Linked DNA regions of Sus scrofa: all the other regions are linked to region 1. The links are chromatin contacts, called in public Hi-C and promoter capture Hi-C maps. All regions are on one chromosome and are shown on one strand. Each heading gives the region's core, a stretch centred on a gene start, on an enhancer-like site or on the middle of the called end of the contact. The rest is flanking DNA. Distances are from core to core; before and after follow the strand shown.

Evidence for each region. Promoter capture Hi-C pulls out the DNA fragments that hold promoters and counts their contacts. Hi-C and Micro-C count contacts between places; a contact is called where the count stands out from the background.
Region 2: a promoter capture Hi-C map of fetal skeletal muscle shows a contact between it and region 1, with 2.8 times the contacts expected there. The contact joins the promoter of COQ8B here to the promoter of HNRNPUL1 in region 1. A contact is called at or near these places in 2 of 5 promoter capture datasets (fetal skeletal muscle and liver), 1 of 47 Hi-C or Micro-C datasets (liver) and 1 of 2 datasets of contacts at active chromatin or transcription factors (alveolar macrophages).
Region 3: a contact with region 1 is called in a Hi-C map of subcutaneous adipose tissue, with 1.5 times the contacts expected there. The contact joins the promoter of SNRPA here to the promoter of HNRNPUL1 in region 1. A contact is called at or near these places in 4 of 47 Hi-C or Micro-C datasets (epiblast stem cells, heart right ventricle, liver and 1 more).
Region 4: a Hi-C map of liver shows a contact between it and region 1, with 4 times the contacts expected there. The contact joins the promoter of CIC here to the promoter of HNRNPUL1 in region 1. A contact is called at or near these places in 1 of 5 promoter capture datasets (fetal liver) and 1 of 47 Hi-C or Micro-C datasets (liver).
Region 5: a contact with region 1 is called in a promoter capture Hi-C map of liver, with 3 times the contacts expected there. The contact joins the promoter of NUMBL here to the promoter of HNRNPUL1 in region 1. A contact is called at or near these places in 1 of 5 promoter capture datasets (liver) and 1 of 47 Hi-C or Micro-C datasets (heart right ventricle).

What each region holds. Positions count from the first base shown.
Region 1 is chr6:49,277,469-49,282,805 of Sscrofa11.1, reverse strand. It overlaps HNRNPUL1 (heterogeneous nuclear ribonucleoprotein U-like protein 1), which reads right to left and starts at 2,510. Exons shown (of 17, transcript XM_021094416.1): 1 at 2,210-2,510. The coding sequence starts at 2,510. AXL (AXL receptor tyrosine kinase) reads right to left here. Exons shown (of 23, transcript NM_001128458.1): 23 at 4,889-5,337.
Region 2 is chr6:48,935,323-48,940,906 of Sscrofa11.1, reverse strand. COQ8B (atypical kinase COQ8B, mitochondrial) reads left to right here and starts at 1,713. Exons shown (of 15, transcript XM_013988587.2): 1 at 1,713-1,735; 2 at 2,796-2,900; 3 at 3,020-3,157; 4 at 3,299-3,365; 5 at 5,578-5,584. The coding sequence starts at 2,799.
Region 3 is chr6:48,969,814-48,975,224 of Sscrofa11.1, reverse strand. It overlaps SNRPA (small nuclear ribonucleoprotein polypeptide A), which reads right to left and starts at 3,357. Exons shown (of 7, transcript NM_001077222.1): 1 at 3,285-3,357. The coding sequence starts at 3,357. C6H19orf54 (UPF0692 protein C19orf54 homolog) reads left to right here and starts at 4,181. Exons shown (of 4, transcript XM_005655850.3): 1 at 4,181-5,306. The coding sequence starts at 4,987.
Region 4 is chr6:49,662,155-49,667,131 of Sscrofa11.1, reverse strand. CIC (protein capicua homolog) reads left to right here and starts at 2,986. Exons shown (of 22, transcript XM_021094423.1): 1 at 2,986-3,133; 2 at 4,174-4,947; 3 at 4,950-4,977. The coding sequence starts at 3,124.
Region 5 is chr6:48,915,042-48,920,526 of Sscrofa11.1, reverse strand. NUMBL (numb-like protein) reads left to right here and starts at 2,332. Exons shown (of 10, transcript XM_021094402.1): 1 at 2,332-2,607. The coding sequence starts at 2,584. COQ8B (atypical kinase COQ8B, mitochondrial) reads left to right here. Exons shown (of 15, transcript XM_013988587.2): 14 at 171-257; 15 at 676-1,527. The coding sequence ends at 957.

The sequences.
Region 1 (5,337 bases), core at 1,261-3,760:
GTTTGCCATAGGTCTGTTTACCAGGGCTGAAGAAAGGGTTGGAAGAGGGCATAAAAGGGGCTCAAAGGATTTTGTTTTAAGGAGTAGAGGAGAAAGAAGACATAGAATAACTCCTTAAGTAGAACAAACACAGGGGGCCCTTTCAAACTATTTTGTTTCTTCCAGGCGCTAAGCACAGTATTCTTCTTGCCATAAAAGCCTCACATCTGAGACTCTCTTCTGTGCTCACAGAGGAAGCCTCGCCCAGAGAAGCTATGATTCTGGGGCCCTTCTCTGCTCTCTAAAACATCCACTTCCTAATAATAGGCAGGCCCAGTGCTAAGCCTCTTACACATGTGATCTCATTCATAACAACACTGGAGACACTATTATTATCCCAATTTTACACACAAGGAAACCAGGGCTCACAGAGGTGAAGTGACTTGCCCAAGCCATGGAGCCAGATTTGAAAGAAAATCTGAGTCTAGAGCCTGTCCTCTAAAGCACTTCACTTTCCTCTGCAGATACCTCCAGCCACTGGCCCTTCTTCCTAGGCATTCCTGGCAGGGGCTCACTTGCCCTAGGCAGGCACGCTGGCCCACTCCTCCTTTTGTCACAGGTCTCTGCATGGGGAAGTACCCTCCCCAGTACCTGGGTCCCAGACAACTGCCCCCCACCCCAAATCTACACATTGCCCTGCTCCAGGAGAGATCCCATCTCTCTTCAACAGGTAAATACTAGTGTCTTCCCCGACTCCTCAGCTCTCATTTCCTTAACCCCATAGCTCAAAGTACTTTCTTTTCAGAGAAATAACACAAACTCTGGATGCCAGAATCCTTTCTACTTAATTTTTACCACTCTGATCCCCACTGCCAGTCCTGCTAGAAAACCACCCTTTTCTAACTCCAGATTCAGTCCCTCCCATACCAGGGTCTCCTCTCCAGAAAATCACACATCTACTCCATCCTCTCTCTGCAGGGTCATATCTTGTGGCTGATGTAGAGGTTCCCTGCTACCCCTTGAGGCTCCTCCAATCCCTGGGTACACAAATAACTGCTTCTGGGGACCAACATGCCCTCTCGTGGAGATGATCAGCCACCCCCCCCCAACACTTCCCCCACTCCACCCCGAGGCTGGCAGCCAAGTCAACAGGTTTCCTTTCACCCTCCATATCCTACACACTCTCCCCTCCCCTGTAGTAGTTACTGGACCAGCTACATACTCCTTGCTGGACACAAGGTTCTCTATCCCCCAGATACTCCATCCACTTCAAAACTTCACCAATTTGTTATCTTCTGCACCCCACCCCCAGCTACACTTGTTCTCCAAACGACAGATACTGTTAATCTAAAACCATTCAGCAGTAGCCACTGCATTATCTGTCCTCAGAGCCTTTCCAGCTCTAGACCTCCTGGTTCCTCACCCAGGGAGGCATCCTTCTCTCTGCCACCAGCCTCTGTACACCAAGGTTCCATATACCGCCTCTGGAAGTCAATCAGAAAGTCCCCAAATTGCCAGAACCAAATGCCCAGGTTGTCCCTGCCTACGGGTTGGCCTTCTAGTCCTGCATCTGAGTCCCTCACAGTACAATCGCATGGTGGTCTCCCACATCCCCTAAATGCTCCCAGGCCAAACACCAGAACATACAGTCTATTGGACCTTCCCCGGCCAGACGCCAGCACCCATCTTACATACAACCCACACTAATACCAAATATAAGAAGTCCCTGTGCCCCCCATTCAGGAGCAAACTCCAGGATCCTCCATCCTCAAAACTCTCCAGCCCAGAAAACAAAGCTCTCAACGCCTAGCTCATAGCCTGGGCTCGCACAGCTCCCAAGCTCTAAGATCATCATTTCCAAGACTCTCCTCAGCCCCCCAAATAGAAAACCTCTTGTTCTTCCGATTGTCTTCGGGTCCAGAAACCACAGCTTCCGGTTTCCGAGTCCTAGGCTGCGGAACCCTTTACAACCCCCCCCCCCGCCGACCTTCCTCATCTCCGAAACCGAGGACCCCCGCCCCCCATTCCAGGATCTCCCCTGCACCGAATGCCAGGATTCGCCCTCCGGTCGTCCCGCGGGCCTTGTCCCCAAATCCTTTTCAGCGACGGGCAGAGGCATCCCCCGATCCTTAGATCGTCTCCCCGACCTCAGGCGCCGGACTCCCGCGTCCCACAGCCCTTCCTCGGCCCGGACTCCGGGCTCCCCGGCCCCCGCCCCGCGCACTCTCACAATGTCCGTCCGGCCCCGAGTAGCCGCCGGGCTCCGGGTGCGGCTGCAGCTGCAGCCCGGGCGGCGGTGGCTGCGCGGTCCCCTCCAGCTCGGAGCCCCCCTCGGTCTCGACCTCCTCGCTGTTGTGCCCAGGTCGCCCCGGTTCGTCGTCGGCCTCGAGCTCCCGCTCGTCGTCGGGCTCCTCGGCCTCCAGCGCCGCCTGCAGCCGCTCAGCAAGCTCGGCCTTGAGGCCACGAGTGTCCAGGCCGCGGCGCTGCAGTTCCTCGCGAAGTTCGTTCACCTTCAGACGGCGCACATCCATGGCCCGGGCCCCCGGGGCGGCCCCCGAGCCCGGCCCGGCCTCCCAGGGCTCTGTCCCCCTTAAACCTTTCCTGTCAGGAGGCGAAGGGGGAAAGGGGGGGGCCCCCACTCCAATGGCGGCGGCGGCTCAAAATGGCCGCCGCCGCCACCTCCCCCTCCTCCGTGGCCCCGTGCGATGCAACACGGGTGCCAATTGGCCACCGCATGGGAGCAACGGGCGCGGGCCCAGAGACTCGACCAATCAGAGCGTGTCTTTCAAAAGAACGGCACTGAAAGGGCTTGGGAGCTACCGGGGAGGAAGCGTTGGCCTACGTCGATGCCGAAGCCGGAGCGGGAGGGCGGGAAAAGGTGAGAGGCGGAGCGCGCGGTGATTGGGTAGCGTTCGCGCGCCCGCTCCAGTAGGGTCAAATGAGGGAAAGGGAGTAAAGACCTGGACCCATCAGCAGTGAGATCTCAGAATGAGGTCCCCACGGCCTTTCCTGCGCGGTCCTTTCATCAAACTAGTGTCTCTGTAACACATATCTTGATTGGTCTAAATCTCCCGCCCCTGGAGGCGTCCAAGCGGGTAAAACCACTAGGACCAATCAAATGGAGGGTCCGCAAACCACTCCTCCCCGCCCCCTTTCAAGATTGCCTTTAGGAAACCGGAAAGAGATGAATTCACGAAGGACCTTCCCCTTGCCGTTAGGGCGGTTTCAAAACAATCTGTCCACCAATCGTAGTTCCTGTCTTATCTCGGTAAAGCTAGTACAGTTGCACCGTTTTAGGAAAACCTAGCCAGATTGGCTATTCTGGTTACGGACCGCCTTACAAACTTCGCCGTAGAGGGAAGTATACTAAACAGAGATTTAGGTACACAAATTGTTCTTAGTCTGGAAGAAACTCAGTTGCTTTTATGAAAAGCAGCTCTTTGGCTTCAGAGAGTCCTGAAGGTTTGAAAGCAGAGACAAACAACGGGGAAAAAGTTGTGAAAGAAATCTCACTCTCTCCCCTTTGATAGATCATCTCACGGGGCCCCTCTTTCCATTATCATAGCTGCGCTGACGTCTTTCTCTCCGGTTGCTATCTTACGTGGAATGGGCGCTCTGTACGCGGTCATTCCCTTTCCATGCGGAAGGGCTTCCAAAAGCTCAGGGGTCTCTACCCCAAATCATCTATGCTGATTTGCTAGTTTGGCGTCTGTATTGACAAGCTCAATACACAGATTAAGCCTCGCGCTACTAAACGCCGTAGTTTCATTATGTTTAACCCTGCACCACCTGTCGCCTCTAACTCAAAAAAACAAGCCTTCTGTAAGGTACATTATCAATATGCACAATGCAAATGCCCGCTGCTCACTGGGCTATACCTAAAGCCTACAAAAGCCACACACACCCTCTACGTAGACAAAGGCGCACACACAATACAGATAAACAAATGGTGTGTGTAGGATCAGATGCATCAATTCTGGGGATAATACACCAAACTGCAGTGTAGATGTACCTATTAAGGTCGGCACAAGCTGGAGGCATCAAAACATAAAGACAAGGGACAGTTACACTACAGGCTTACACCACAGCAACCTAGACACACAGCACCCACTCAGAAGCGGCACAGACACTCACGTGGGCCCGTAGGTTCCAGTCCAGACACCCCGCCCCTCGCCCACGTCCGACTTCCTCTCTCCTCCCAGCTTCCCACAATGATTTGTTCGAAAAGTTTATGGCCCGGATTGAACTGTTCTCGATTTTCAGGAGTCACCACCCGGGGGCGTCCGGGCGCTGCCAAGGGTTCCTCCATCCGCTGCCGGACACACCCAGGATGGTGTGTACCCGCGATGCGTGCAAAACATAGTGGGCTTGTCTTGGCAGGAGTCCCTATGTGGGCCCGAGATTTTCGGAGGCGCTCTGTGCCTGTGTTTGTAAGTGAATCTGAACGCTTGGATCTGTGAGTTCCCTGTACATACGCTATATGTCTGAATATTTGTGTCACTTTATAGTGTTTTTATCTGTGTTATTCTAGTTTCTTCCTATTCCTGGTGATTACCTGCCTGTGCATGTTTGTAAGTATGTCTGTATTTGTGTAATTTTGTGTAACTCTGTGTCTGAATTTGTGTCTCAGTATTTGTGACCAGGTGTACTTGGGTATATCCATTAATTCACGTGGCTGTTACTTTGGGGTGGGGGAGGGTCCCTGTGCTCCTGTGCTTATCTATATGTCTCTTACTCACTAGGGGTTTCAGAGAGTCTGTTTTTCTTGCTTGTCCTTCTGTCTATGTATATATGTTCTTTTCTCTTTAATGAAGGGAGAACTCCAAGACCCCACCAACCCTCCTTTTTACTGATAGGGAAACTGAGATGACAGGGAGAGGGGCTGAGTGGAGACAAGAGGAGGCAGAAGCACGGTTACAAAATTTTATGTGATCTGAGCCCCTCCGGAGGTGCCAGAGTCCATACTCTGTTCAGGGGGCATGAGGGACTGGCTCAGGGGGGGCAGCATGGCCCAAAAGGAGGGAGATTGTCCTCTGAGGAAAAGAGGCAACCCTAATGCATTGCACAGGTTTGAGGGGGCATGCCCCCACAAGAGGAAACAGAGGTGGCTAAGAAGGGAAGGGTCACACAGGCTAATTCTGTAAGGTTACCTTGGAATTCTAGACCTGTAGACCTTAAGAAACTTACCACATGTGAATCTTAGAACTCTAGTGCCTAGAACCTTAAGATTTAGAACTGTGACTTCTTGGACCCTTAACTAAAGTCCTAGAAAGACAGGATGCAGCACAGAACTTGAAGGTGTCCAAAGTTAGAAATGATTAAAACTTAGGCCTCTGGATAGTCACCACCAACTGTAGA
Region 2 (5,584 bases), core at 464-2,963, 340 kb after region 1:
TGGCCTCTTTGCTATTTCTTTGGGATATCTCCCACCCCAAGGACTTTGCTCTGGTTATTTCCTCTGCCTGGAACATTCTTCCCTCAACTATTTCTTCTTTTTTTGGGCGGCGGGGGGGGGGGGCCACCTGCGGCATTCGGAAGTTCCCAGGCTAGGGGTCGAATCAGAGCTGCAGCTACCAGCCTGCGCCACAGCCAAAGAAACACCATATCTGAGCCACATCTTCAACCTACACCACAGCCACAGCAACATCAGATCCAAGGCGTGTCTTCGAACTATACCACATCTCACGTCAATGCCAGATCCTTAACCCACTGATCGAGGCCGGGGATCGAACCTGCATCCTCATGGTTACTAGTCAGATTCATTTCTACTGAGCCATGAGGGGAACTCCCTGTCAACTATTTCAATAGCTCATTCCTCACCTCCTTCGGGTCTTTACTCAGATGATGTCTCCTCAATGAGACCTTTCCTGACCACCTTATTTATTTATTTATTTATTTATTTATTTATTTATTTTTGGCCACACCCATGGCATGTGGAAGTTCCTAGGTCAGGGATCAAACCAGAGCCCCAGCAGTAACAACAAGGCTGGATTTTCAGCTTGCTGAGCCACCAGGAAACTCCCTGACTGCTCTATTCAAACACAGTCTTCCCTTCTCTCCCCGCCCTCCCCTGGTTTATTTTTCTCTGTAGCACATGCCACTTTATTACATATACGTATTTATTTTATTGTGCCCCTCGCCAGAAGCCAGCACCAAGAGGGCAAAGATTTTTGCTTTGCTATGTCCCCAGTGCCTAGAAAAGCATGTGGTAAGGGTGTACTGAAAATGTGGAAAAGAATGGTTTTCTCTAAGAAATTTCTCTCATGTATAGTTCTGTTCTGGTCCCGTGCCAAGCTCTCTACAGGAACTATTTCATTTCATGTCTCTCTCTCGGTAACACTGAACAAGGGGGGATATCAGGACCCCATTTTACCAATGGGGACATTAAGGCTCAGAGCTCTGCCAGCCTGTAGGCTTTGCTTGTAGCCCTAGGCTATCTGATATGATCTCATGTATATGAAGCATGTGGTGCCAGGCTTGGTATCATCAGCCACAGCCCTGTAGGGTTAGTTATTGTCATAGGTGCTATTTATGTATTTTTGCCCCCAAGGGTGAGCTGCCACCTAGCTCTGAGTCAGACCCTTATGTGTGGAGGGGTACAGGGGGTGGTTTCTGAAACTGAGTCACCTGGAAAGGGACATTAGGAACAGGCCCAGGGCCCTAAAATGAGTCATCTTTTTACAGACCAATAAGAAGTTGTAGCAGGAGCCCCCTAATGGATCATACAGTCTGGGAAGCTGAGATCTAGAAAGGGTTGAGTCTCTTCTGAGGTCACATAGCACAGAGACAGGGAGATTTGATTTCTGACATAGGGGGTTAGACAGGGTCAGGGCGGGTTTTGTGGGGGGAAGCGTCACATCCCTTCTTCTCCCAGGGGTGGGAGAGATGCCCCAGCCAGCTGCCTCTATTCCAGACTGTGAGAAGAGAGGTGAGTCAGACTATTGTAGGGGGAGCAGGCTTTAAGCCTGTCCTCCCTCCCCCATCAACAACACACACACCCAGATGGGCTGGGAGCTGGTTTTCTGGGATGCCAAGGTTCCTGAGTCAGCACTGGGAATCTTGGCTGAGTGTGTTCTGGGAAATGTCAGGCCTACAGGAAACAGAGGGCTCCCACTCACACCATCCTGCAGGTGGGCGGGGAGCAGAGAGAGCAGGGTGTACGAGGGAACAGGAGTCCAGTGTGCTTGGGGCTGAGGGTGAGGGAGGGGGTTTATGCACACGGAGGGAAACAGCTGGTGAGCAAGACAGAAGGGTTAGAAGTGCAAGGGAGAGGGTGTGGGTATAGGATGTGATGTGGGTATTTGAAGCAGAGGGTGAGTGTGAAAAGTGGAGGGGCTCTGTGCAAGAGAAATGTTTGCTGAGAAGACGGGCGTTCAAAGAAGAGCTGTTGAGTCTCCTGGGGAAAGGAGAAAAGTGAGAATAACAAAATGTTCCCGCAAAGGAGAGGTGTGGAGTTTGTAAAGGAGAGGGATGTTTGCCGAAAAGACTTGTAGGAAACTGAAAAGTCTGCCGTGTACAAGGCACTTTGAAGTGAGTGGAAGGGCATAAAATGGCACATGAGCGCCGGGGTAGTGCCCTAGCCCATCCTTAGGCCCCGCCCCTGGCCCTGCCCCCTCACGCGCGGCGGAGAGTATGTTATGCCAGTCAGCGAGCTTCTCTTGCGCCATTGGCTAGTTGACCGGAGGGGGCGGGCTTACGGAGAGTCCCGGAAGCGCAGGAGGCCCCGTGCGTAGGGCACCCAGAGCCAGGGAACCGTAGGTGCTTAGCAACCGGGGGAGGTTCCCAGTTACGGGGGTAGCGGGGGGGGGGGGGAGGGAGGAATTGTGGGTGCCTGGCAACAGAGGGGAAGGCGGTGCCTAGCAACAAGGGGGTGCTCAGAGGAGTGGAGAGGTAGCCCTGGAGGACCTGTGGGTGTCTAGCAACGGAGGACGGGGGGTAGGATCCTGGCAACGGCGGGGAGTGGGACCGCAGGAGCGGTGAGTGGGACCGCAGGAGAGTGGTTTGGAGAGGTGTGCAGGAAGAGCCGTGGGTTCCTAGCAACTAGGGGTCCTATTAACAGAGGAGGAAGTCTTTGAGGGGTGGGAATCTTAGCGTGGTCGCAGAAGAATGTGAGGGCTTGGCAAAGGCCGACAGAGCAGGGAGGTCAGTTCCACAACTCCTACCCGAATAATTCCTCCTCTTCTCCCCCAGACAATGTGGCTGGAGGTAGGGGGCTCACTGCGAGGGACCTGTGGACACCTGGGCCGGACTATTGGTCTGCCCTGTGGGGCCCTGGGGCCTGGGCCCCGCTGCTGGGTAAGAGGCTTGGGAGGGGGTCTCCCAGGGGATGAGGCTGGGGGAGGCTTCAGGGAGTCAAAGGACAGGGAGGGAACCAAAAGGGCCAGGTGGACCCTATGTCCTCCACTCCTTCCCAGTGTTCACGTCTTTTGCAGGGGCCACGTGGGGGTTCCTGGGCCCAAAAACTTCATCAGGATGGGCCTGGCAGGGGTCTGGGTGAGGAGGACATTCGCAAGGCACGGGAGGCACGAATCAGGAAGACGCCCCGGCCCCAGGTATCACTATCGCCCATCCAGCAATACCCCAGGAAGGCACCTCGCCTACCGAGCTTGGGGAAGGGTGTGGTGGCAGGCTGGTTGGGCTCCCTGGGCCCGATGTCCATCTTTCTCTGCTCACACCTTCGCCCGGTTTCCCAGCTGAGTGACCGTGCTCGAGAACGCAAGGTGCCGGCTTCGCGCATCAGCCGCTTGGCCAACTTTGGGGGTAGGTGTGACTGTGGGAGACTGTGACCTAGATCCAAGGAGGTGACATTTACCGAGTGAAGCAAGGGAGAGAGTGAATCAGAGACGGAGAGAGGAGGGAGAGATGGAAAGAGAATGAAGGCAAAGCCTGGCCAAACCCAGAGAAACAGAGAGGAACCCTGCCTTTGTTGAGAACTTGGGATGTGCAGGGCCCCATGCACATGTGATCTCTTTGCGCTGAATCAGTGAGTGTTTGTTTCCATTCTAGAGATGAGGAAATGGGGGCTAGGGAGGTGAGGTGACACCAGGTTGTCAAATTTCAGGTTACAATCTGTGTGAAATAATTTAGTAGGTTGCAACCAGCATTAAAAAAAGAATATGCTGTGGCTACAGCTGTGGCGTAGGTCACAACTGCAACTCAGATCTGATCCCTGGCCTGGGAACTCCATGTGCCTTAGGGCAGCCAAAAAAAAAAAAAAAAAAAAAAAAAAAGAAGAAGAAGAATAGAATGGAAAATATGAGTGCACGTGTAGAGGAAAGTCTGGTTCATGAAACATACAAACTTACTCTATCAGTCATAATGCAAATGTCTTCTTTACTGTGGATCATGGTTCAAGTTTTAAAAAGACTGATTTACAGGGAGTTCCTGTCATGGCACAGTGGAAATGAATCCAGCTAGGAACCATGAGGTTGCCAGTTTGATCCCTGGCCTCGCTCAATGGGTTAAGGATCCGGCGTTGCCTTGAGCTGTGGTGTAGGTTGCAGACATGGCTCAGATCCCCCATTGCTGTGGCTGTGGCGGGCAGCTGTAGCTCTGATTTGACCCCTAGCCTGGGAACCCCTATATGCCGTGGGTGGGGCCCTAAAAAGCAAAAAAACAAACAAACAAACAAAAAAAAACAACTGATGTACAGTATAAAGGAGTCAAATGCACTAGTTAGAGCTTTGGTACCAGGCTGCCCGGGAGTGACTGTGCTGTATCTTACTTTGTGACTGTGGATGAGTTACTTAACTTCTCAGAGCCTCAATTTCCTTTCCTGTAAAATAGAGGTTTTTCTATAAAATGTCTTCCTGGGAGTGTGAGGACAGAATGGGTCAGTGCACTGGGAATGGTTCCTGGCATGGAGAAAGGGCTCAGAAATTGGCGGTTATGGTTATTTACGGAGATAGTGAGAGTGAAAGAGGCAGAGCGACTCAAGGTGTCTTTCAGGACAGAGGACGTAGAGGAAATCAGAGCTGGAGAGATAACATCAAAAGGAGGAGCTGAGGGATCGAGGTCTAGACAGACATGCCAGGTGGAGGGAAGGGCAGAGATGGAGAAATAACTGACTTAGGAAAGGGGAGGTGAGCATGGAGAAGAGAAGGTAAGGACACAGAGAGAAACAGGAGTCGCAGGAAGACAGCGAGGCCCAGGAGATCGTTTTGGGGCCTTCTTACGCTTGGCTGCACACTAGACTCATCTGGGATGCTTAAAAGAAAAAGAATTCCTGGGCTTTATCTCAGGATAGTTTAGCCAGCACCTCAGCGATGGGGCATCATATTTACAAAGACTCCTTGGAGTTTCTGCTGTGGCACAGTGGGCTAAGAGTCCGACTACACCAGCTCCGGTCACTGTAGAGCTGGGGGTTTGATCCCCAGCCTGGCTCAGTGGGTTAGGATCTGGCATTGCTGCAGCTGCTTCAGCTTGGATTTGATCCCTGGCCCAGGAACTTTTTTTTTTTTTTTTTCTTTCTTTTTAGGGCTGTACCCGTGGCATATGGACATTCCCAGGCTAGGGGTCAAATAGGACCTGCAGTTACCAGCCTACACCATAGCTCACAGCAACGCCGGATCCTTAACCCACTGAGTGAGGCCGGGAATCAAACCTGCATCCTCATGGACACTATGTTGGGTTCTTAACCCCAGGAACTCCTGGCCGGGGAGTTGCAGGAGTTGGGTGCAGCCAGAAAAATTAAAAACCTCCTCACATGACTGTGCGCAGCCAGAGGTGAGAACTGCAGACCCAGGAGACAGAGACAAAGAGAAAGGGTGGAGAAAGAGGTAGCCGTACCTCCGAGAGAACCTCAAGCAGAGAGAGAATAAGAGACTGGTTTGGACACAAAGGCATGCCGGGAGTTGACTACAAAGAATTGAGAGACAGATGTGGTTAGAGAAAGACAGACAGGGGGGATGGGGTGAGGGAGGGAAGAACGCCTTGTGGCAAGTAGGCACTCAGGCCCCTCTCTCACTCCCAGGACTGGC
Region 3 (5,411 bases), core at 2,108-4,607, 310 kb after region 1:
TCGTGCGCATCTCTGGAAGAGGTCGACAAAGAATGCGCAGTAAATGCTCAATAAATGCCAGCACTTTTCTTTTCTTTTTTTAGGGCCACAGCTGAGGCATGTGGAAGTTCTCAGGCTAGGGGTCAAATTGGAGCTGCAGCTGCTGACCTGAGCCACAGCCACACCAGATCCTTAATCCCCACTGAGCAAGGCCAGGGATCCAACCCTTGTCCTCATGGATACCAGTCGGTTCATTCCTACTGAGCCACGATGGGAACTCGGAATGTGGGCACTGCTTTTCACCGTCGATAGCACCCAGGCACAGGCCTGCGTGACATGGCCCTGGCCGACTTTTTTCCTCGTCTCTCCCCACACTCCACCTTCACTGCTGTAGCCCAGCCACCCTGCCTTTCTCAGGCCCGTCACACCAACTCAGCCTCAGGACCTTTGTGCCACCAAGAGTGCTCTTCTCCTGATATGGACATGGCTGCCTCTTTCTAGTCACCCAGGGCAGCAGAAATGTTGCCACCTGAGGCCTTCCCTGACCCCCTCATCTAAAGCCTGTCCAATTTGTTTAGAGCAGTATCCCCATGAACAGCTTGGTCACCAGCACAAACCTTCAAGAAGACTGGCGTGAATGAAGATACCATCCATTAAGTGACTTATGGGAAGAACCACTAAGTTTTCTCAACCACTTCATGAGGTTATCAGTTATAAGTGTCCCAAATTTACTAAAATGGAAAAAGGTTCTCAGAGGATCTGTCACTGGCCTAGGAGGAGTGTCCCAAGGGTGCTGGGAAGACCCAGCACAGGGACCAGGACCCAAGTCCATCTGAACCCAGTACCACCATACCTGACAGCCAGAAAGGGTACCATCCCTACGCAAAGAAGGTACTGAGCTGAAGACGCTTGGTAAAAGAGAGAAAAGGTGCGTGGGAGTCCCTTGTGGTGCAGCTAATTAAGGATCCTGCATTGTCACTACAGGTCCCTATCATTGCCATGGTGTGGATCTGACCCCCGGCTGGGAACTTTCATATACTGGGGGGTGGGTGTGTGTCTATGTGCTGTGTAGCCAAAAAAAAAGAAAAAAAAAAAAAAAAAAAAAAGACATGTGACGGAGGCAGGGGAAGTGGGAAGCAAAGAGCCAAAATGATCTCTCTGGGCTGTCTCAACCCTCCATCCCATGAACTCAGTTTGGGCCCCAGCATTCCCCTGGACTCTGGGTCACTCCAGTCTTCTCTCTTGTCCACTCGAGTTCACCTGTCACAGGATGGTACCCCTTGTCTGGTTCCCCAATGCCCTCAGGATGAAGTCCGACACTTTACCCAGCCTAAAAGGACCCAGGAGCCAGAGGGCGCTGCTCACTGGAACGTTCTATTGAGAGGCCTCTAAATCTCAGGCACCCAAAACTGCAGGACTTACCTTCCCAGAATGCCCTGGGCTCTTTGCCCCGAGACATTGTGCATGTAGGTCCAGCTTAGGAATTCTCTTCTCCCTCATCCAAAATACTGCCTCCTCTTCCTGGAAAGCTTTTCCAAAATGCCTCCTTTTCTATAAAACTGAATACCCCTTTCTAGGTGCCCTGATCACCCCACTGGACTGTGGCTCCATGAAGCCAGGACCAGGACTGTCTCAGTCACCAGTGTGTCCCCAGCTCCACAAAGCACTGGCTGGCTGTCATGCTCTAAAAGCACTGAGCTATTTGGAGTTTTCCTGTGGTACAGCAGGTTAAGAATGTGGCATTGGGAGTTCCCGTCGTGGCGCAGTGGTTAACGAATCCGACTAGGAACCATGAGGTTGAGGGTTCGGTCCCTGCCTTGCTCAGTGGGTTAAGGATCCGTCGTTGCCGTGAGCTGTGGTGTAGGTTGCACACCGGCTTGGATCCCGCGTTGCTGTGGCTCTGGCGTAGGCCGGTGGCTACAGCTCTGATTCGACCCCTAGCGTGGGACCTCCATATGCCAATGGAGCGGCCTAAGAAATAGCAAAAAAAAAAAAAAAAAAAAAAAAAAAAGAATGTGGCATTGGCTACAGTTTGCTCCCTGGCTCAGGAACTTCCACATGCTGCAGGTGTGCCCCCCCCCAAAGTTTATGAGAAATTTACATGGCTTCTTTTATTATCTTCAACAGGAACTATCAGCAACCTCAAACTCAACCTCAACAATTTGGTTCTCCTGACAATTGTCTTGAGGTGATAAGCAGGAAGTAACACCTTTACTAACTACTGGGTACCATAAAAACAAGCTGCATGGCAGTTTAGTCAACATAATCCCCATAACATCCATGCAAACGTTGTATTAAGGTTTTTTCCAGTTTTCCTATATAAAAAATGAGGATCAGTAACTTGCTCAAGAAAATGGAAAAATATGTTAAATGTCAAGAATTGAGTTCTTCGGAGTTCCTGTCGTGGCTCAGCGATGATGAACCCGACTAGTGTCCACGAGGGTGCCTTTCTCAGTGGGTTAAGGATCTGGCATTGCTGTGAGCTGTGGTATAGGTTGCAGACGCAGCTCAGATCCCAAGTGGCTGTGGCTGAGGCACAGGACGGCAGCTGCAGCTCTGATTCAACCCCTAGCCTGGGAACTTCTGTATGCCAATGGGCAGCCCTAAAAAGACAATTAAAAAAAAAAAGAATCCAGTTCTCAGGCAGAATTCCTCCAGGCTGGTGTTGGCCTCACTCACTTTTCCATGCTGTGTGACCTCAGGCAAATCAAACTACCCATGAGTCCCAGTTACCTAATCTGAGAAATGGGGTCAACAGGTCCTTCCTGCGGGGTTGCCATTTAAATTCAATGTAATCAAGATTTATAAACAGAGTGTTAGCCATCATTATTATTCATCTCATTTTCACTTTGAAATGAAACAGTGTCATTGTGGGCTGATCACTGAGACCATGACAATGACCAAGGCAGTTCCAGCTCCTACCCTCAGGGAGGTCAAAGGCCAACAGGGAGACTGCCCCAAAACAGTCCACAACCATCAGGGCTTAAAGGGGTATGTTCAGAGTCAAGGGAAGTTAGAAGCAAGCATGGCAGGCAGAAAGGGGAGGGGTAAGACTTCCGGGAGGAGGGCTCCTTGAGTTGAAACCTCGAAGGATGGGCAACAGTTACCAGGTTAATGGGCTGGCTGTAAGACAACTGAGGAAGTCTTAAACTCAGAGGAAGCAGCATGTGCAAAAGCCGAGGGGTTGGGGTTTACGCTAAGAGTTTGCCTGGAGAAGACTGAGAAAGAGACGCGGATGCTGGGGATAGACGAGGGGGCCGGCAAGTGTGGGACAGCCTCGAGTCGGAACTATTTCCAGAACTCACCATCCTTCTTGATCTTCTCGTTGAGATTGTTGATATAAATAGTGTGATTGGGACGGGTCTCGGGAACTGCCATGGAAGGAGTTGCTGAGACAGAGCTGAAAGAATAAAAAAGGTAACCTCGGAACTGGGTTTCTCCAAATCCTTTGTCCCAACGTGGGCTGCTTAGAGATCTTCCTTCTAAGAGGAAGTCAAGTGGGTAATGAGGAGGGAAAAGACAAACACCTCGAAAAACAAAGCAAACGCACGACACGGCGTCTCCTGCCCGCGTGGTGAAGGAAATCTCGAGAGGTTTACTACGAGTCCCAGGATGCTTTACGCCACTCTGTAGGCGGGGTGTCCGAGGTGGCGGTTCCCACTGGCCCACGCGCTCAAAGGGCGGCCCAGGAGAAAAAGCCCGGATGTATGAGCCAGTTAAGGTAGGAGTGAGAACTTTGCGGAGTCTTGGCCTCGCACAGCGCAGAAATAGCTCCTTCCCCCGACCCCCCGAGGCACGGCAAGGCCCGGGCGCCAGGCTCTCCACCCGCCCGATCCCAATGGCCGCTGAGCACACTACTCACGAACCAAGTCGCAGCTCCCGCAAGCGGCACCTTCTGCGTTGCTGTGCGCCGACCACAAAACTTCCTCTCCTGGTCCCGCCTTTATCTTTCTACAAACCAATCCCCTCGCGGACACCTGGTAGCTTGGCCAATCAGAGTAAGTCTCGCTCTCGGACCGAGGTTTTGCCAATCAAAACGATCCTTGGGTTCCCGCCTCAGCAGAACAACTCCGCCCGACCACTGCAAGCCCTTGGCTTTTGCGGCGCCCCGGGCTACAAGCCAATCAGTGAAGGCCGCGCCCCCTCACGCGCTTCTAGCCAATCGGGACGCAATTCTCGCGGCGGACTCCTCGGAGGCAGTTCTTTAGGAGCCCCACCTCTTCCCCCTCCGCTACGCGTTCTTTGTCACGTGATCGTTAAAGGGGCGGACACCACTTTCAAGTCTTACCACGAAATTTGGGAAAGGTTGTGCGCCGCGGTCGCCATTTTGCGGGGAGGGGAGCAGTGTTTTACCTTCCGACTCCGTTCCGTATCCGAGCGTTGTTGCGGCTCCCAACGACCTCCGATCTATCGGCCTTCCCGAACCCTCAAGCCTCCTCTTTTTGCGCTCTGATTTCAGGACTTTCTCCACAGCTAGGCCTTTTTCCCTGCCAGATGTCCTTTGACCTCTTGACCTCTGACTCAAAGGTCAGCGCTAAGGTTCCAAACTCGGGTCTGTGATGCGAGGGGTGGATATCTAGCCTAAATTCTCCCACTCTTTAATCCTGTGGCTCGAAATCCGCTTTCGGTGCCTTACTCTAGGTCTGAGCTTTCATATCCTGAGATTGAACCCCAAGTTTCCAAATCTAGCCCCTGATAAGTTAACTCCTAATGAGTATCACTGCTTGAGCCTTGCACCCCAACTCTGTATCTCAAATCTGGTTCCAGATTAAAGGACCGCGTTAACTCTCAAATTCCTTGTGATTTCAGTCAGCCTCAGGGATTGAGTCTGCTTCCAAAGTTCCAGGTTTTAGCCCTGATTTTTTCAGTCCTTCTGTTCACCTTCCTCCCCCAAGTCTGGAATTCAGCTCTAAAGCCTTCAGAATCTCCATCCCTGTGACCAACGCATTTGGGAGGATCCTTCCCTTCCCTCTGCTAAGCCTTCCAGTGCAAGTCACAGACCCCAAAATGATTTCTCCATGCTCTCCTCCCTTAGAGCCACCAATTCATCCTCCAGAAACTCCTGCACCCCAGACCCCCATCATCCCACCTCCTCCCCTACCCCCAAATCTCCCGGACGTAGCTTTTCCACCCTCTCCCTTGAGTCTCCAGGCCCCTGTACCCCCACCACCCCCACTGCCACCTCCACCACCTGCCACCGGCTTTGCTGCCCCTCATGTCTTCGGCCTGGAGAAGAGCCAGCTCCTGAAGGAGGCCTTGGAGAGGGCCGGCCCAGTCCCCAAGAGCAGAGAGGATGTCAAGAGGCTCCTGAAACTGCACAAGGACCGGTAGGGTCCCCATGCCCCACCTCACCCACCCACTCAGGGTCTCACCCAAAACCTGTCCCTAGGTCACTCCAGCCATCTCCTCTTGGGGTTTCCCGTTTGCTCAAG
Region 4 (4,977 bases), core at 1,737-4,236, 380 kb before region 1:
CCCCCACTGTCAAAGCAAATCTTCTGCAGGACAGTGGATTATGTGAATTTCATGGATAAAGTGAATGTGAATCTCCTTCATACTCAATGAATCCCATTGGCTAACTGTTACTCCTTTCTAGCCGGGAGTGAATTGGCCACGTCACAGTGTACTCTCACTGGTAGTGTGAACGTTATAGGCAGTAAGGACCTGCAATAGGCTGGGCATATTCTTTACACTAGATGACAATCCCATGTGTATATTGGAAACCAATCAGATGCATCAAGTGACTCCCCTATGTCACCCGCAATCCAGGGCAAATGCAATGTGGAGAGTATGGATGGACTGCCGACAGGTTCACACCTGGTGGGAACCCCAGATCTGGGCAGCAAGAATCTACTACTGACAGGGGATGTCCCTCTCCTCTCCACTCCCATTGTGGTGGAGGGCCACCTTAACAAAAAATCTTGCTTTCTCAAGTGTGAACCCTCACAAAGTGTAGCTCTTCACGAAGTGCGGTGTGACGCTCCATTAAGACCTGCATTTCCACAGTCTCGTGCCTCCCTGCCCCCATGCCTGAGGGGCTGTCAGAAAACTACGCCGCCCTAAATGTTAAAGTCTCGGAGGAGGTGACCTGTTCCCAGGGCCACACCGCGCGCCTTGACTCCTCTGCAGCGCGCGCCACCCGAGGAGCGCACGTTCTCTCCCCTCCCGGTGGCAACAGGGCTTTCCGCGGGGCCGCGCCAGACTTTCTGAGACTATTGATTGGTTGTAGTCCCGGCCACTCGACAGCCAATCAAGCGGGGGAAAGGTGACATCACTTGTTCTCCTCCCTTCCCCCCCTTCAACTTCCCTACTCCCGGCTACCAGCAGCAACAATCACGTGGGGGAGGGGTAAGAGAGTAGAACCCGGTGAGGTCATTGCACCGCCCTGACCGCTGTTGATTGGCTACGGGACTCGAGGGTGGCGGTTGGCTGCTCCTCGCACCTCCCCCTTGTGCCGCTACCGCCGCCACTGAGAGGAGCCAGCGGCGACGCCAGAGCCGGGAATCCGGGTGAGTCGGGGCCCTGGGTCTAAGATGCCCCTGGTGTCCAGTGAGACTCAAGAGGAACTGCCCTTTCGACTTTTTCTCCTCGCACGGGTTCTTCGGTGCTCCAAGCACTCTGTTACATGGGAGTTGTAGTCTGCCTTGTACTGTCGACTATGGGCCGGAGATGTAAGAAGACTACCATTCCCAGCAGGAACTGCGATTAGCCGGTCAACAAATGCTCAGGCCACGCCTTCCGAGCCTTCTCATTGGAGTGCCTGTCCCTTAGCCCCACCTTCTTTCATTTCATTGGCTACTGTCCCTCACAGAGGCTGGGTTCCGGCCTAGAGTGCAAGGCGACTGGGTACTGTATTCGTCATTCGGTACTAAGACGGACTACGATTGGTCAATACTGGTGCCGATCATTTCATGTAGGGAGGGATCCTGGGCTGATCCGGCGGTCGTAGGCTCGGGTTGGTGTCGGTCCCAGAGGGAGGCCGATCTTGGACTTTGGCCCCACCCCCTAGCGCTGCCGGGTGGGCGCGATTGGTTGTGGCAAGCGTCGCTCGGCGGTGAGAGGCGGAGCTGTCCAGGCTCCGAATACTTATTGGTCTAGGATGGCGCCGGTCAGCGGGGTTGTGGCCGCTGATTGGCTGGCTGCTCCAGCTGTTGCAGGTCCATTCACCATTTTGTATGTTGGAGTAAAAAAAAAGGGAGAATCGAGAGGGAGAGCCGGAGGGGGGGCGGGGAGGGACCGGACCGGACCGAGCCGGGGCCTCGGCCCCCGCCCCGAAACCCCGCTGAGCCCGAGGTGAGGGGCGGGGCCAGGGCTGACACAGGCAGGGGGTATTTGGGGTGCTGGGGCCGAGAGGGGACAGGTGGCAGGGACGGGGAGGGGGTACAGGGGAAAAGGCGTGAGTAGGATGGTGGGAAGGGGACTGAGTGGAGGAGGTGGTGGGGAGGAGGAGTGACAGAAAAAGGCTGACAAGGAGGGGGTGTTGGGCAGAAAATAGGTAACAGGAATGGAGGGCTGATAGGACTAGATCAGGGTGACAGGGAGAGGGAGGGGACAGAGTTCGAGGGGGTGACAAGGAGAGCTGATGGGGAGAGGTGACAGGTCCAGAGATGGCTGACATGAGAGTGACTGGAGGGAAGAGGTGACAGAGATAGATGAGGTTGACAAGGAGGGGTGCCTGAGGAGGGGACCTAGGGCCTCTGAAGAGAGAGGTAGAGATAGAGATGGTGACAGGATGGGAGAGAGTGTGGCAGAGAAACTGGTGCTAGGAGGCCCGATGGGAGCAGAGGACAGGAGACCCTGAAGAGCCTGGGCCGGCCCGGGGTTCAGGAGTTACTGCTTAGACTCTGAGGGAGGTGAGGGCTCACAGGGCCTTGGGTAGGAGTTAGCCAGAGAGGAGTGGACAGGAAGAGAGTAGGCCCCAAGGGAAAGAGAGAGGCTGCTTGGTTTCTGGTGTGATGAGGCTGGGCTGGGCAGCAGAGTCCAGGGGTGCCAGGCAGTGTAGTTACAGGCCCTGGGTGGGGTCTGCAAAGGTTTGTGTTGGGGCTGGATCTCAGTCCTCAGGATGATGGGCCCAGCAGGTCAGTGGGGAGAAGGTGGTGGTGGTGACTCCTGGGCACTTGGGTTCCTGTCCCAGTGTGAGAAGCCCCGGGCCCTCCAGCCTCTGCCTGTGAGGACCCTAGGTATGGCTCAGAGAAGGGGCCAACTGGGACTGCAGGACCCAAGGGAGCAGCAGGCCCCAAGTAGGAGAGCATGTGGTCAGGGATACCGTAGGAGCCTGAAGTCAGGGTTGCCTCTGCTTGTGTTTGTCTTATGGTCCTGGGTCCCCCAACTCTCCAAGAGGCCCCCCCTTTGGGCCTCTCAGGTTCTCTTAGTCACTTTAGAGTAAAGTTTTTTCCCTTCTCTTTTCTCAGGGCAGCTTGAAAGGGGGCGGGCAGTAATGACTGTTCAGGAAGTGGGTGAGGTTGGTCTGCTGGGCTTGTCCTGCTTTCTTTGACCTTCTCCTACTTACCCCCACCTGGAGTCTGAGGGCATATTTGGGGGCCAGGGGGGCCCGGTCGGCTCCGCCACCTTGCCAGAGCCAGCCCAGCCAGGGCGGGGATGCAAGCAGGTCAGAAGAGGGGGCTGGGCTTTCGGGTATCATACTGGGTGCTGTGGGGGGAGGGGCAGGCTTCCATCCAGTGGGACAGTGAAACCCTGGGGTGTAGCTCTGTGCCCCACTGTGTGATGACGTGTGCGTGCCTCTGTGTGTGCGTGTGTGTGTGTGTGTGTGTGTGTGTGTGGCTTTGTGGGCATGTGTGTGCTTATTCACGGCCCCGTGGCAGCATTGGGTATGAGCTTTTGCCCCAGACTTGCCCCTGCCTGTTCCCTGCCAGGATCTGGGGAGACAGCTATACCTGGCAGGCCTGGGGTGCAGAGCAACGTGGGCAGCTGTCCCTTGGGACTCTCAGCTACGCACTCCTTCCCACAATGCCTGGCCATGCCCAGGCTGCCCATGGGGGTCGGGGGGTGGTGGTAGAGAGAGGCTCCCATCACAGCCCCGTTACCTCCCTTTCTGTGACTGTGTGCCTGTGCATGTGTGTGTGTGAGTGTGCGTGCTCTCTGGACAGTGACAGTGCAAGGAAGTGTGCCCTCTGGATCATGTGACAGGCGGCAGCACACTGAAATGGTTAGGAGCACAGACTGGAGCCAGATCGCCTGGGTTCAGATCTTAGCTCTGCCCTTTCCTAGCTGGATGAATTTAGACAGGTTGCTTGATCTCTCTGTGCTCCATTTTCCTCAAGTGTGGAATGGGGCTGATAGTAGCACCTGCCTCTTAGGGTTGTTGTGATGCTGAAATGGGTTAATAAAGTCAGGCTTAGCCCAGGGCTTGGCATAAAGTTAGTGCTCCATAGGCATGAACTGTTACTGCTTGTCATGTCCCCTTGGGGCAGTCAGAGTGTGTGCTTGCACCTACTCTGTTCTCTGCACAGGAGGCAGATGGGTGCCAGTCTGTGTCTGGGTGCCGGCCAGGGGCAGCCAGGAAGGAGACCTTGGAGATTGTGGAGGTGAGGCAGTGGCCTCAGCAAGTGGAAAGTCCTGGGGAAAACGGGGTCTGGGAGTCTTCCTGAGTTGCTTCCAATGATCCCCGTCTGCCCTTTCACCCTGCAGGTGGACAAAAGATGAAGCCAATGAAGAAGGCATGTGCTGGCCTCCCAGGTTCTGGCACTGGTGGCAAGTCCCCACCAGCTACCAGGGCCAAGGCCCTGAGGCGGCGAGGTGCTGGGGAGGGTGACAAGCCAGAGGAGGAAGACGATGAGGCGCCGCAGCAGCAGCAGCAGCAGCAGCAGCAGCAGCCGGGGCCAGAAGAGGCTGAGGAGGGGGAAGAGGAGGAGGCCGAGCAGGGCCCTGGAGCTGAGGGCCTGCCCCTGGAACTGCGCCCCGACGAGCCAGCCCCAGGCCCAGCCGAGGAACCCAAGTTGGAGGGGGAAGCAGGCCGCTGGGAGCCCTCACTCAGTCGAAAGACGGCTACGTTCAAGTCACGAGCACCCAAGAAGAAGTATGTGGAGGAGCACGGGGCTGGTAGTGGCAGCAGCGGGGCAGCCAGTGGCCCTGAAGAGCGGGCACGGACCCCTGAGGAGGCCGGCGCCCTGGGTGTGCCTCCACAGCCACCCACCTCCGCCCGCTCCTCTTCCACCGATACAGCCAGTGAGCACTCAGCCGACCTGGAGGATGAGCCGGCCGAAGCTTGTGGTCCAGGCCCCTGGCCCCCTGGCAGCACCAGTGGTGGCTATGACCTGCGGCAGCTGCGGTCCCAGCGAGTGCTGGCTCGGCGTAGGGACGGCCTCTTTCTGCCGGCTGTGGTACGCCAGGTGCGCCGAAGCCAGGACCTGGGTGTGCAGTTCCCTGGGGACCGGGCCCTGACTTTCTACGAGGGGGCCCCCGGCGTGGCGTGGATGTGGTTTTGGATGCCAC
Region 5 (5,485 bases), core at 1,083-3,582, 360 kb after region 1:
AACCCCTGACCACCAAAGCCCAGCTGTAGGCTCTGGAACAGTCTTGAGAGAGACACAGACAGCGGTAAGGAGGCCAGGGGGAGGCCTCTAGGTGAGAGGGCTTAAGTAGATCCCACCTCCAAACCCCCCCTTGAACCCCTCTGACCCTGTGCCCACACCTGTCTCCCCAGGTGGTGATGGCTGCAGCCAATGGAGACCGAGACCGGGTCCTGCAGAAGTCGAGGGATCTCAGATTCCTCACTGGCTTTGAGACCAAGGTTGGGAGAGTAGGGGCTGCTGTCTCTTGGAGAAAATGGGGAGCTGCTTAGCTCTACTGGGGGCCCTGGGGCTGCTTGGCCACTCAGGAACCCTGAGAAAGAGGGCACCACTTATCTGTTCTAGGGGAGGGAGCAGGTCTGCTGGTGGATACCGGATACCAGGGCTTGGGGAATGGAGGCAGCTTCTCTGTTCTAGAGGCAGTGGGGGCAACCTGTCTACTGGGGTCCCTGAGAGGGCAGGAAGGACTCTTTCTTTGGGGAGGAGCAGGTGGCTCCTTGTCTCCTAGGGGCTCTGGAAGGGGTGGAGGCTGCCTATTCTGCTTCGGGGAGTTGGGGGCTGGTGTTTGTTCTGGAGGGTCTTGGGGGGATGGAGGGCTGTCTGTCTACACTGGGTGCCTCTGGTCTCCCCGACCCCCAGGCATTCTCTGACGCCCACGTGGAAGCGGTGATGATCCTTGGGGAACCCTTCGCCACCCAGGGCCCTTACGACTTTGGGGCGGGGGACACTGCCCGCCGCGTGCAGGGCCTTATCCCTGTGCTGCTGCAGCACCGGCTTCGCCCACCCCCCGAAGAGACCTATGCCCTGCACCGAAAGCTGGCAGGGGCCTTCCTGGCCTGCTCCCGCCTCCGTGCCCACATTGCCTGCCGGGACCTCTTCCAGGACACCTACCACCGCTACTGGGCCAGTCGCCAGGCGTAGCCACCACCCAAAGCCTCTTGACCAGAGGGGATGTCTGCTCAGACCCCTCAGAGAGCTCCATCTCTCTCAGGGACTCCAGCCCCACGGCAGGCCATCCCCTGCTATGAGGCCTCCTTCCCACGCTGCTCCAGCTCTGGGGACCCCGCCCTTGGGCTTCCCAGTCTTGCCTAGCTCCCTGGCTCACCCAGGGCTGGGGAACCCCGGGACTAGGGAACTCCCAGCTTCATGGCACCATATCCTGCTCTCCCCACTGCGAAGGGGGCATGTGGGCACTCTATCCAGATATGAATTTGTTTCTGCCAACATTTGAGAAAGCCTTAGGCCCCTGTGCACTGCCATCGCGGAGAACCAGACACATCCTGAGAGGGAGTCCCTCACCTCGGCCTCAGGTCTCCCACAGATGTGGCCAGTGAAAGAGGAGAGGCGGTGGGTGGTGGGGGCAGCCTTCACCTTTGCCTCCCTCACTCCCGCACCAGCTGCCTTCTCCCCACTTCCATCCTCTCTGTGTGGTGGGGAGGGCATGGGGGTGAGATTAAACTTTTAGTCCTAATAAAAGTGGCCCTCCCCTTCCCCCAGCTCTTTTCTCTGCTCCTGGAGGGGAGGGGGGGAGCTCACAGGCTGCCTCCAGGTGCAGATGGCCAGCCCCCTCCCACCCTCTTGTCTGAAAGCCCCAGTCCTGCCTGGGCCATCTGTTGCGGGGAACCTCCTTCTCCCCTTTCCCTACCCCCCCCCCGCCCCTCCCGCACGTGCTGACCACCTGCTCCGAAGGCTGCGGCAGCTGAGAACATGCCCCCCCCAGCACACACACACCACCTCCCAGTCTCTTGGCTCCTTCTCCTCGGCTCCCAGCAACCTTGCTTTTGCTAATGGGCCTTAATGCCCCGGCCAGCTGCTTTGCCAAACCCACAGGACTGGGCGGGGAGCGGATGGTGGGGGGGCACTGGGGCGGCCACAACCGCGCCCGGGTCCCAGCCTGGCGCCCTCGCCCCCAAAGCTGAACCGATCGCGCTCCGGGTCCAGTCCATTCCCCCTCCCCTTCCCAGCAAAAAGTGCCTCGTCACCGCTTCTGCCCGCCCCCGCTGGGCTGGGAGAACTGTGGGGTTAGCTAGAAGATTTGGGAATGTGGGGCTGCAAGGCGTCTCCAGAGGCGACTCTTTCGGACACGGAATTTAAGGGGATCTGAGGTCGGGGGTCACGGAAGGGAAGGGCTCTCACGCCTGGACCGACCTCGGGGGAAGGTCTCAGCTGTGTTCACGTGCATGCTCAGCCCAGCACTGGCCAATGGGCGTGGCGGGGCGGTGGCCACACCGGAGAAGGCGGAGTCTTATTTGTGTATAGGCGTGGCCTGCTGGTCAAGGGGCGGGGCCTCCCAGCATATCCAGCAGGCGGCGGGCCAATGGGCGGGGCTGGGGCGGGGAGCAGAGGCGGGAGGGGCGCTCCCCCGCCCCTGGAACGGAATCCTCCCGGGAGCGGAGCAGGCTAGCGCGCGTGCATCCCGCACCATTCCCGGCCCCCGGCCCGGGCCCGCGTCAGACCGAGCTGCCGCCGCCGCCACAGGAGCAGCAGCAGCTTTCGGGGATCCGGGCCCAGCTGGGGCCGCGGGAGGCGGGGGCGCCCGGACCCTGGATGTCCCGCAGCGCGGCGGCCAGCGTGAGAAGGGCGGGAGAGGGGGGCTCGGGTGGGGGGCGGCGCCGCTGCTGATGTGGCGAAGGGTGGGAGGAGGCCGCGGCGCCCGGATGGAGAGAGGGTGCCAAGGCTGAGGAGGGTGGTCCCGGGTGGGGGTCCAGGAAGAGACTCCCCACCAAGCCAGATCTTGGGAGACAGGGGTCTCCGGCACAGGCCCTCTCTTGCCAAGGACCTGGAGATAGGGATTCCGGACACAGACCTCCCTCTCAAAAAAATCAAGGGCAGGGGGACAGATTCTAGGTACAACTCCCTAGGCAAGATTTTGGGGACGGGGTCTGAGACGCAGCCCCCATATCAAGCCAAGGCCTCCAGGAAGGGATTCCAGACCGGATGCAATCCTTACCCCTCCCTGCCTGAGGGGGTTCTTGAGCACAGCAACCCTCTAGGCAAGGTCTTGAGAATGGGGTCCCTGGGCACTGCTGCCCCACCAAGCCAAGGCCTTGGGGGGATTCCAGGCACAGTCTGATCCCAGGCCTCAGAGGCGCCCTGGGCACAGCATTTCCCCCCCCCCCCCCCCCGAGTCCTTGGGCGGCGTCCTGGGAACAGCCCCTTCTCAAAACAAGGTCTCTGTGCCTGGGACTCCATACCCCCTCTGCCCGCCCAAAGCCTGAATAAAATAGGGGAGATTTCAGGCAACCCCCCACCCACCCCCAAAGGCTTGGTCAAAGGTCCCAGGGCACAGGTCTCTTGGGCCGCCCCCTTTGTCCCTGGGGCTGCCCAGCTGTCTGGGAGGGGCCCCACCTGCAGACAATGCGCCACCTCCCCTCTGGGTTCTGGCCCCCTAAGCTCCAGGATTCAGGCTGGGCCAGGGGGCGGCTCCCCAGGGACCCGGTGCTGGGGGTGCAGCGTCTGCGGTGATGGAGGCTTTGTGTATGTATGGTACCTGGGGGGAAGCAGGGAAGCAAGCAATTGATGGGGAGGTGGCTGAGAGTGTGACCCTGTGTATTTGTGACTGTGGCTGCCTGCGTGTGTGTGTGTGTGTGTGTGTTTGTGTGTGTGTGTGAGAGAGAGAGAGCGAGAGAGAGAGCGAGCTGCAGCTGGCAACTATGAGGAATTTGTGTGTGTGTTTCATGCTTGTGGTTGGGTATGGTAGCGTCTGTGATCGTGTCTGTGTGTGATCCCAGCATTTGTGTGGTTGTGTATGACTGCTGCTCACTGCAGAACCCTCTGCTTTTCAGTCTGTCTGTGTTGGAGTGTGTGCATGGTAGTGACTGTGTGGTTGTGTCCATGACGATGTCTTTTGTGACCCCATGCATGGTAATTCTAACTGGCTGTGTGACAGTGTTATCTGTTGGGTCTGGGGCTGGGCCTGTGTGTGAAGATGTGACTAAAGATGTGGGTGGAGTTGTGACTGTAAGTGGAGTTGTGTCTAGGACTCTGTGTCCATGTGTGTGTTGACTGTCCTCGTGGCTTTGAGTGTGACTGTCTCTCTGATTTTGTATGTGTGTTACACGTGTTGGTATGACACACAACTGTGCCTGCAACTTTGGTGTATGGCTGCCATTGTCGATAAAGTCACATGTGACAGGTGTGCTGGCACTGTGACTTGGATGTCTGTAGTTGTGTGCTCATGGCCACATCTGTGTGTGGGACCAGGGTAGTATAAATGACTATATCAAGCTCTATGTGTTGATACTGAGTGATTGTGTGCATTTATAGTTGTGTATGTGTGATCTGGGTTATGTATTTGACTTGGGGTCTGAAGCCCTGACTATTAATACTGGGTTCTTTCATTGCATGTGACTCAAGCTATAGGTACATCTATATGTGGGGGCGCCAGATGATTGTGTTTGTAGGGGGGTGTGTATGTGACTGTGGCTTCTATATTTGTGCGTGACCTACATGTCTGTAACCCTGGGTGACTCTATCTACTTGTGTCTGTGTCATGGTCTGAGAGAAGGTGTGTCTGTGGTTGTGTAGCCGTTTGGAGTGGGTGGTGTGTGTCCCTGCATGCGTGCCGGGCCACTTGTGTTTGAATCTGTGTGATTTGGTGACAGAGTGACCATCTCCTGTCTGCACACACAGCTCCCTCCGGAGCCGTGTCTTCTGTGTAAACGCAGTGAAAAATGCTCTGTCTGGGTCACCGCAGCTCTGAGCACATCCCCAAGTGTGCTTGCATGTGTGAAATGGAAATTGTGGGCTGATGTGTCTCTGTGCGAGACACTGTGTGCCTGTCCACATGGGGCTCAGAGTGGATGTGGCCCCATACTTGTCGGTGTGACTTACACGAAGAGAAGCTGTTTCTCTGTCATGATCTGAGGTGGTCCAGCTGGGGGTGGGATGTTGGGAGATTGGGAAGTATGTACAGTGATCGTGACACGTGCCTGGGTAATGTGGATACTGTGCCACTGTGCATACACAACCGTTTCTGAAATGTGTGTGGCTGTGGCTCTGAGCCACTGATGGTCGGCTGTGTCTGAGGGTGGCCGTCCTTGGGGAGAGCTGTCTCTGGACAGTCACGTGCATGTCTTGAGTGTGTGCCCGTTTCTCTAACACGTAGGCCGTGGCCATTGGAGTCTCTGTGTGAGGTTGGGTCTGGAGGCCCATCCGTAGAAGTGTGGCTGATACTGTGACTGGTGTGGGCCTTTCTGACTGGGATGTATGACTGTGTGACAGTAGGTGACCAAAAAGGTGTGTTGGTGTGGCTGATACAGCTAGGGTGTGGAGTGTCCTTGTGCAGCTGTGTGCCTGTCGATGACTAAACACACGTGGGTGTGGCTGGCCGTGACCAAATATGTGTCAGTATGTCTGCATGTATCCGTGACAGATGTCAGCAGGCAGACGGGAGCTGTGTGTGACCAGGGTGTGTGGCTATGATTGTGTCTGTGTGTGGTCCGGTGCA